Regions from separate parts of the Gossypium hirsutum genome. Here region 2 is linked to region 1. The links are chromatin contacts, called in public Hi-C maps. All regions are on one chromosome and are shown on one strand. Each heading gives the region's core, a stretch centred on a gene start, on an enhancer-like site or on the middle of the called end of the contact. The rest is flanking DNA. Distances are from core to core; before and after follow the strand shown. Region 1 holds the start of LOC107898601 (serine acetyltransferase 1, chloroplastic). Region 2 has its middle 23 kb from the start of LOC121212474.

Region 1 (3,094 bases), core at 8-2,507:
AATCTTAGAGGTTCTAAGCACATTCAAGTGGGTGAAAAAAGTTCTTTTTTCTTTTAAATAATATCAATTATTAAAAATATTATAATTTGAAAAACAATAGAATTAAAAGTAAACAACAGTATTTTAGAGAATAATATATTGAATTAGAGAAGAATCCTGTTACTATCTTTGATAATGGTTATGATATAATCTATTATATATTAGGAAAATCCTAAAATATCATTTACATACAATATTTTCTTTAATTTAATTTAATTTTAATTAAATTAATTAAAAAAAGAGAGCAAACACGTTGAAACTATATGAAAAAACCCCATAAGAGAAACATTGGAATTTGAAAATATTGAAATCAATAATTGAAAATTAACAAAAATGATGAAAAGTGAAAATAAAAAAGCAAGAAATTATAATATTAGGGGAGAGGGAAAGGTATGATGAAATTTGGACTAATGTTATCTATATATTCAACAACAACTTTAATCATTTTTTCACACGAATCTAAATAAAAAAATTGAAAAATTATAACCGCCGCTGATAGCATTATCAAGATTATTTTTTTTAAAAGAATTGAAATAGAAAATTAAAGATGAAAAAAGAATTATTTATTTTTCTACATAAATAAAATTGTCTCCACATAAGTAAAAATAATTGAAATTTAAAAAAAAACTAAAAATGATTAAAAATATAGAAGAAAAGAACACGTTATTTATTTTTTAAAAAATAAATTATTTTAATTAACGTTAAATTAAGTTAGAGTACATATTTTATATGGATAAATGAATAATAATATTTGTATTTCTTTAAAAACTGATAATATGTTACTATTAAATGGAAATTCTTTTGAAAATATTTATACCTGAAATACTTTTTATAATTTTATCTATCAAACTAATATTTTTAGTTTTTTTTGCAAAAAAATTACTGAATTTTAAATTAATTGACATTAACATTGTTAGCAATATAAAAAAATAAATTTAAATGCGTTAAAGCGTATTTCTCTTTCTATTTAAAGATAAAATAAAAGCTAATATGTTTAGACTTGGCTTAATATGACAAAATATTTAAAAAATTCTTAAATTTTTATAATTTTATTTAGCTATTCTTTATATTTTTACTGAATCTAAATAAATTATTATACTTTGATTTTTCTTACGGGATTAATTTGTATTTGACTATAGTCTGAAATACCATTTTTACCCTTGGTGGGACAGGTTAGAGCCCTATAAAATTATGCTCTTAACACCGAAAATCTGGGCAAAACCACAAGAAAGTATATTAAATCATTAGCCGAAAGCTAACCATTTTCCCCGAAAATCTCAATTTTCCACGAAAATCTCAATTTCCATGAAAGTTCTGGGGACACCTCGTCCCTTACCCCTTGCTTTAGATACCAACGACTCTCGTGTTCTCTCTCATACACACTCTTCTCCATCAGTACTCTCATCCACGAAACATTCTCACAAGCTTTCCAAATCCATGGCTACTTGTATCGACACCTCAAGAACAACCGAGCCTTCCCGAGTTTCCCAGCGTCCAAACAGGTCTCAACCTGATGAAATCCATTACAAGTATGTAAAATTCTGCAGACCCACTTTTACTGACCATGTTTCAAGCATACCCTTTAGCGAAAACCACACAAATGGCATCCACACCAGAAAAATTGCTGATTTATCTTTTGAAGAAGAAGGAGAAGTAGCAGAGATTGGTTCTTTATGGCTGAAAATGAACGAAGAGGCAAGGTTAGATGCTGAGCAAGAGCCCATCTTGTCAAATTATTATTACAGCTCAATTTTGTCTCAGAATTCATTAGAATGTGCTTTGGCAAACCATTTGTCAATCAAGTTAAGCAATTCAAGTCTTCCAAGTTGTACTCTGTTTGATATATTCATGGGGGTTGTTTTGGAAGATAAAGGAATTGTAAAAGCTGTCAAGGAAGATTTAAAAGCTGTTAAAGAAAGAGACCCTGCATGTATAAGTTATGTGCATTGCTTTTTGAATTATAAAGGGTTCCTTGCATGTCAAGCACATAGGATAGCACATAATTTATGGTCACAAGGGAGGAAAGTTTTGGCCTTGTTGATACAAAATAGGGTGTCTGAGGTTTTTGCTGTGGATATTCATCCTGGGGCTAAGATTGGGAGTGGAGTATTTTTTGATCATGCTACTGGAGTTGTTGTTGGAGAGACTGCTGTTATTGGAAACAATGTATCAATCTTACATAACGTGACATTAGGAGGAACTGGTAAGGTTTGTGGTGATAGACATCCAAAGATTGGAGATGGAGTTTTGATTGGTGCTGGCACTTGTATTTTGGGAAATATTAAAATTGGTGATGCAGCTAAGATTGGTGCTGGCTCTGTGGTGTTAAAGGATGTGCCTCCCAAGACTACTGCCGTCGGGAACCCGGCTAGATTGATTGGAGGCCTGGAGAACCCCGTTAAGCTTGACAAGATTCCAAGTTTTATCATGGATCATACTTCACACATTACTGAATGGCCTGACTATGTCATATAGAGAGCTATTTCATTTTCCCTTTTAATGCTTTGGAATTGGTTTGGAGCCTTTCTGTTTTTTGCTATAAGAGAGAATTGAACTTCTCCTTTAGGAATTGGAAGAGTTTCTAGGTGATCCTCATGCATGCTAAACCGGATTAGTTATGCTGTTATTAAAGCCAGCTTTGAAGCAAGTACAATATATGAGTATTTATGTACTTTCTTTTATATTCATCAGAAATGGTCTCGCAATCTCTGGTATTGTAGCAATTAAAGTAGAATTTTTGATGTTATATCCTTGTGTTTTGGATCGAAGCCGGAACTGATTTTTGTTGAGGTTTGAAGAAATTTTGACCTGAAAGTTAGTCTTTAGATGTGAGTGAGTGCAGAAGCAGGGGAGGATGAATAGAGTAGAAGTTACGATGGCATATCTTCATTCCCATTTTTTTGTTCATATGGGGTGGCTAATGCATTGATGTTATAGTCCAAGCAATTTACATTTCTTAGCATATGCTGAAAAGGTTCCTTTTTTTAATTCGATGAGAAAAAGTTTCTATTTTGTCATTATCTAATGCAATAATTCTCGGCTTCTGTTTTTGCTT
Region 2 (3,395 bases), core at 346-2,845, 250 kb after region 1:
ATCCTTTTGAAAAGATCTTTCTTCCTAGCAAAGAGTTTACCATAAACATGTCTATTCCAATCCTTAAGATCTAAGGTGATCTTTCCAAGAGATTCAGACATATTACCAGAATAATCCCATTTTTCTTTTAAAAAGCTATCAAAATCTGGATGCTCAATCCAACCAATCAAAAACCTAAAGGGCCTTCCCCTAGGGAGGGAAATATTCGGATTCAAAGAAATGAGGAGGGGATGGTGATTTGACTTAATCTTAGGAAGATGTGTCACCATACAGTTAGGAAAATTTTGAAGCCAGATTTCATTAGCCAAAGCACGGTCAAGCCTTTCAAACAAAGCTCCCCTATGTTAGGTGAAAGGAGGCCCCCTGAAGCCCAAGTCATAAAGCTCAGCTAAATCAACAAAATTACCAAAATGAGGGCATCTCTTACCCCTAGATAGACTCCCAGATTTCTCAGAAGTGGAGAGAATTGCGTTGAAATCTCCGACAGCAATCCAAGGGCTCTGACCTAAAGGAATGGACTTTCTTAACTCGCTCCAGAGAAATTGACGCCTTTGTCTATTGGGACTGCCATAAACAAAAGCGATGAAAATAGGAAATGGCAAGGATAAGGACCAAACCCGAGATAGAATAAATTACGGGTGACTGTGGATCACTTCAAGACGGATAGAATCCTTTCATCCTATCCAAATGCCCCCTGAGTAGCCAATTGCTTCCGCGTGGTGGGAATACTAAAACCCCAACTTGGCAATTATACTGCCAGCCTTGGTTCCACTAACTCTTGGTTCAAGCAAGCTTATAATATCCGGTTTATACTCCGTGTTATATTCCCGAAAAATGTGGGGGAATTTAACATTTGCACAACCCTGACAATTCTATGAAAAGATAGATATATTCATTAGAAAAAAATTAGGAAAGATTAGGGAAACATGCCTTATCATTCAAGGCCGGTGTTATTATCTGACATGGTCCCTGTACCATTAGCCTCAGCATTCGATGCCTCATTAAAAATTTGAGATGATAATAATTCTGCCATAGACTCCATAGTTTCAGCTAAGGGAACACGCAAGCTTCCAGAAGAGTTAAAGAGGTTCTCTCGACCTCGTAGAGCAAAATAAGTTCTTCGAGTGCTTCGATTCCCCTTGTTATTCCCCTTGCCTCTTCGATTTTTGGAAACATTTGAATTCGGCTCCAGGTTTGAATCCAAAATCTCTATCGTCCTCGAATCCGAATTATCCTATTGAGTTAAAAATTTATTAAAACTAACAGCAGAGTGCTTACCTGGGTCGAGGGTATTGTCTGAAATAGGAACAATAAATCCCTCAGATTCATCAAAAACAGGATTATAGTGCAGTTTTATTTTTTCTAAAATTTCAGCTTCGTTATTTCCTTGGGTTGTAACCTCCAGAGATCCTTGGTTAGAAGCACCATCCAAATAAATTGATTTTGGATTAACCTTCTACTGGCCTGTCGAAATAGAGATAGTTGAGTTAGAATTGGTAGAATTAATAATAGGTCCCCCCATTATTTCCCACTGCCCCATTCAGCCCCATAGGCCTTTTCCCTAAGCTTTTGTCAAGATAAGTTTTAGAATTTTGGCCTAGTGACTCCTTTTCCTTATTGGCTGAATTTCTACTTAGATTAGACCTTTTAGAAAGGCCCATCCCCTTGTTCAAACTTTGGCCTGATTTCTCCATCGAATTACCAGCCCTATTAAAATCTCTAACATTCCTATTTATTGTCCTATCAGCCACTTTATCCCCTTTTCCACTTTTTAAAAACCCTCCATTCACCAGCGCCAAATCAACCCCCAAGTCTTCCTCCCCTAAAAGCGCCGAAAACCTAGATCCAGTTTCCTTCTTTTCATAAGTCACCGGATTTTCCTTGTTAGACTCACGCTTTTCTCACTGTGAAGGTCTCCTCTCCACCACCATCCATGGCTCAAAATCTGGCCCTTTCACTTTGCCATCTGAACCGGAATTTCCTCCATTCGAGCTCTCATACGGAAGAGATCCCTCCCTAACCATCGGCATATCCTGAGAAGCCTCCGTTAATTTTTCCACATCTGAGGAGTTCTGATTCAACACAACTGAGGTACACATTTCTTTGACATGACCATATTTGCCACACTCAAAACAAACGGTCAGTAAAGCCTCATATTCAACTCGTTGAATAAGGCTGGCAATTAAAACTTGTGAGGTCAATGGTCTATCCAGGTTAATGTAGACGGCTAATCTTGCATATCGCCCCCTGATTTGGTTGTCCGTCTGAGTATCCAGCTTGACGACTTTCCCAATGAGGCCCCCAATTACCTCAATAATCTTCCTTTTATCCAGATGTCCCGGTAGATTTGGCAGGCGAATCCAAGTCAAGACTACACTCGGTTAAGGTTGCAAAGGATTGAAATATCTAGACCAGGGTTGCACGGTCAGATACTAGCCGTAAACTGTCCATGGACCCTGAGACAATGCCTTGTTATAATCACCTGTATCTTGAAATTTCACCAAAAAGTACCCGTTAGCGATATCCATTAAACGAATAGAATGAATTGGTTTCCAAAGAAAAAGAATACGATTATAAAGAGCATTGTATCCAATGTTTCTCCCTAAAAGTTTGACGATAACCATCAGTTCCATTTCTTTGAAAAAGATCTCCTTGATCCGGCTCAAAAATTCAATAGCAGGAATCCCATCAATGATGGAAGTATTAACATCTCCTTCCAATAATTCGAAATCATTGTCATTCCCCTCAGTCGTCATGACACGATCTGAAGTAGGCGCATCAACATGATTCCCCAGAAGTTTGTCTTTCCATGAAATAATCTGTTGTGGTTCAGGATCCACAGCCATAGAGATGTCTTCTTCAACCACAGAATCTTTAAATCTCACTTTTTTTGTGTTACGACCACCGTCGGGATGAGGATCTCCCTCCCCATCATTACCGGAAAGTTGGGAACTTGAGAGCATATTTCAACTATTTTTTGCATAAACAAATTTGCAAAAGTTTGCTTTTGAGATTATTAAAAAAAATATCTTAGTTTTAATTATATATAATTGCAACAAAAATTAAATGATAACTACTTTCAAATAATATCTAGTAATTATTTAATTAATATAAAAATATTATTGATATGATATTATTGAATGCTACTTATAATAATAAATCTTAATTTTAATTGATAAATAACCATAACACTAACTAATAATAATTAATTTAAAATAATATCTAGTAATACTCGAAAAAATCATAACGATATATAATTGTAACACTAATTAAATGATAATTATTTTAAAATAATATATAATAATAAATTCATTAAAATAATCAATCGTATAATTCAAATGAATACAAATTATATTATAAAAATAATTTTTTTCAATGTCAATACAATAATATGA

What was found. Hi-C and Micro-C count contacts between places; a contact is called where the count stands out from the background.
Region 2: a Hi-C map of leaf shows a contact between it and region 1, with 2.5 times the contacts expected there. The contact joins the enhancer-like site here to the promoter of LOC107898601 in region 1. A contact is called at or near these places in 5 of 34 Hi-C or Micro-C datasets (callus, leaf and seedling).

What each region holds. Positions count from the first base shown.
Region 1 is chrA13:93,142,374-93,145,467 of Gossypium_hirsutum_v2.1, forward strand. It overlaps LOC107898601 (serine acetyltransferase 1, chloroplastic), which reads left to right and starts at 1,258. Exons shown (of 1, transcript XM_016824101.2): 1 at 1,258-3,056. The coding sequence starts at 1,345. The coding sequence ends at 2,514.
Region 2 is chrA13:93,395,001-93,398,395 of Gossypium_hirsutum_v2.1, forward strand. No RefSeq gene overlaps it. Among protein-coding and RNA genes, the nearest start is that of LOC121212474, 23 kb to the right of the region's middle. Within about 2 kb of position 1,596, at least 9 of the 9 cell types and tissues checked have an H3K27ac peak or open chromatin away from gene starts, as enhancers often do. A contact at or near this core is called in leaf, where this site is marked.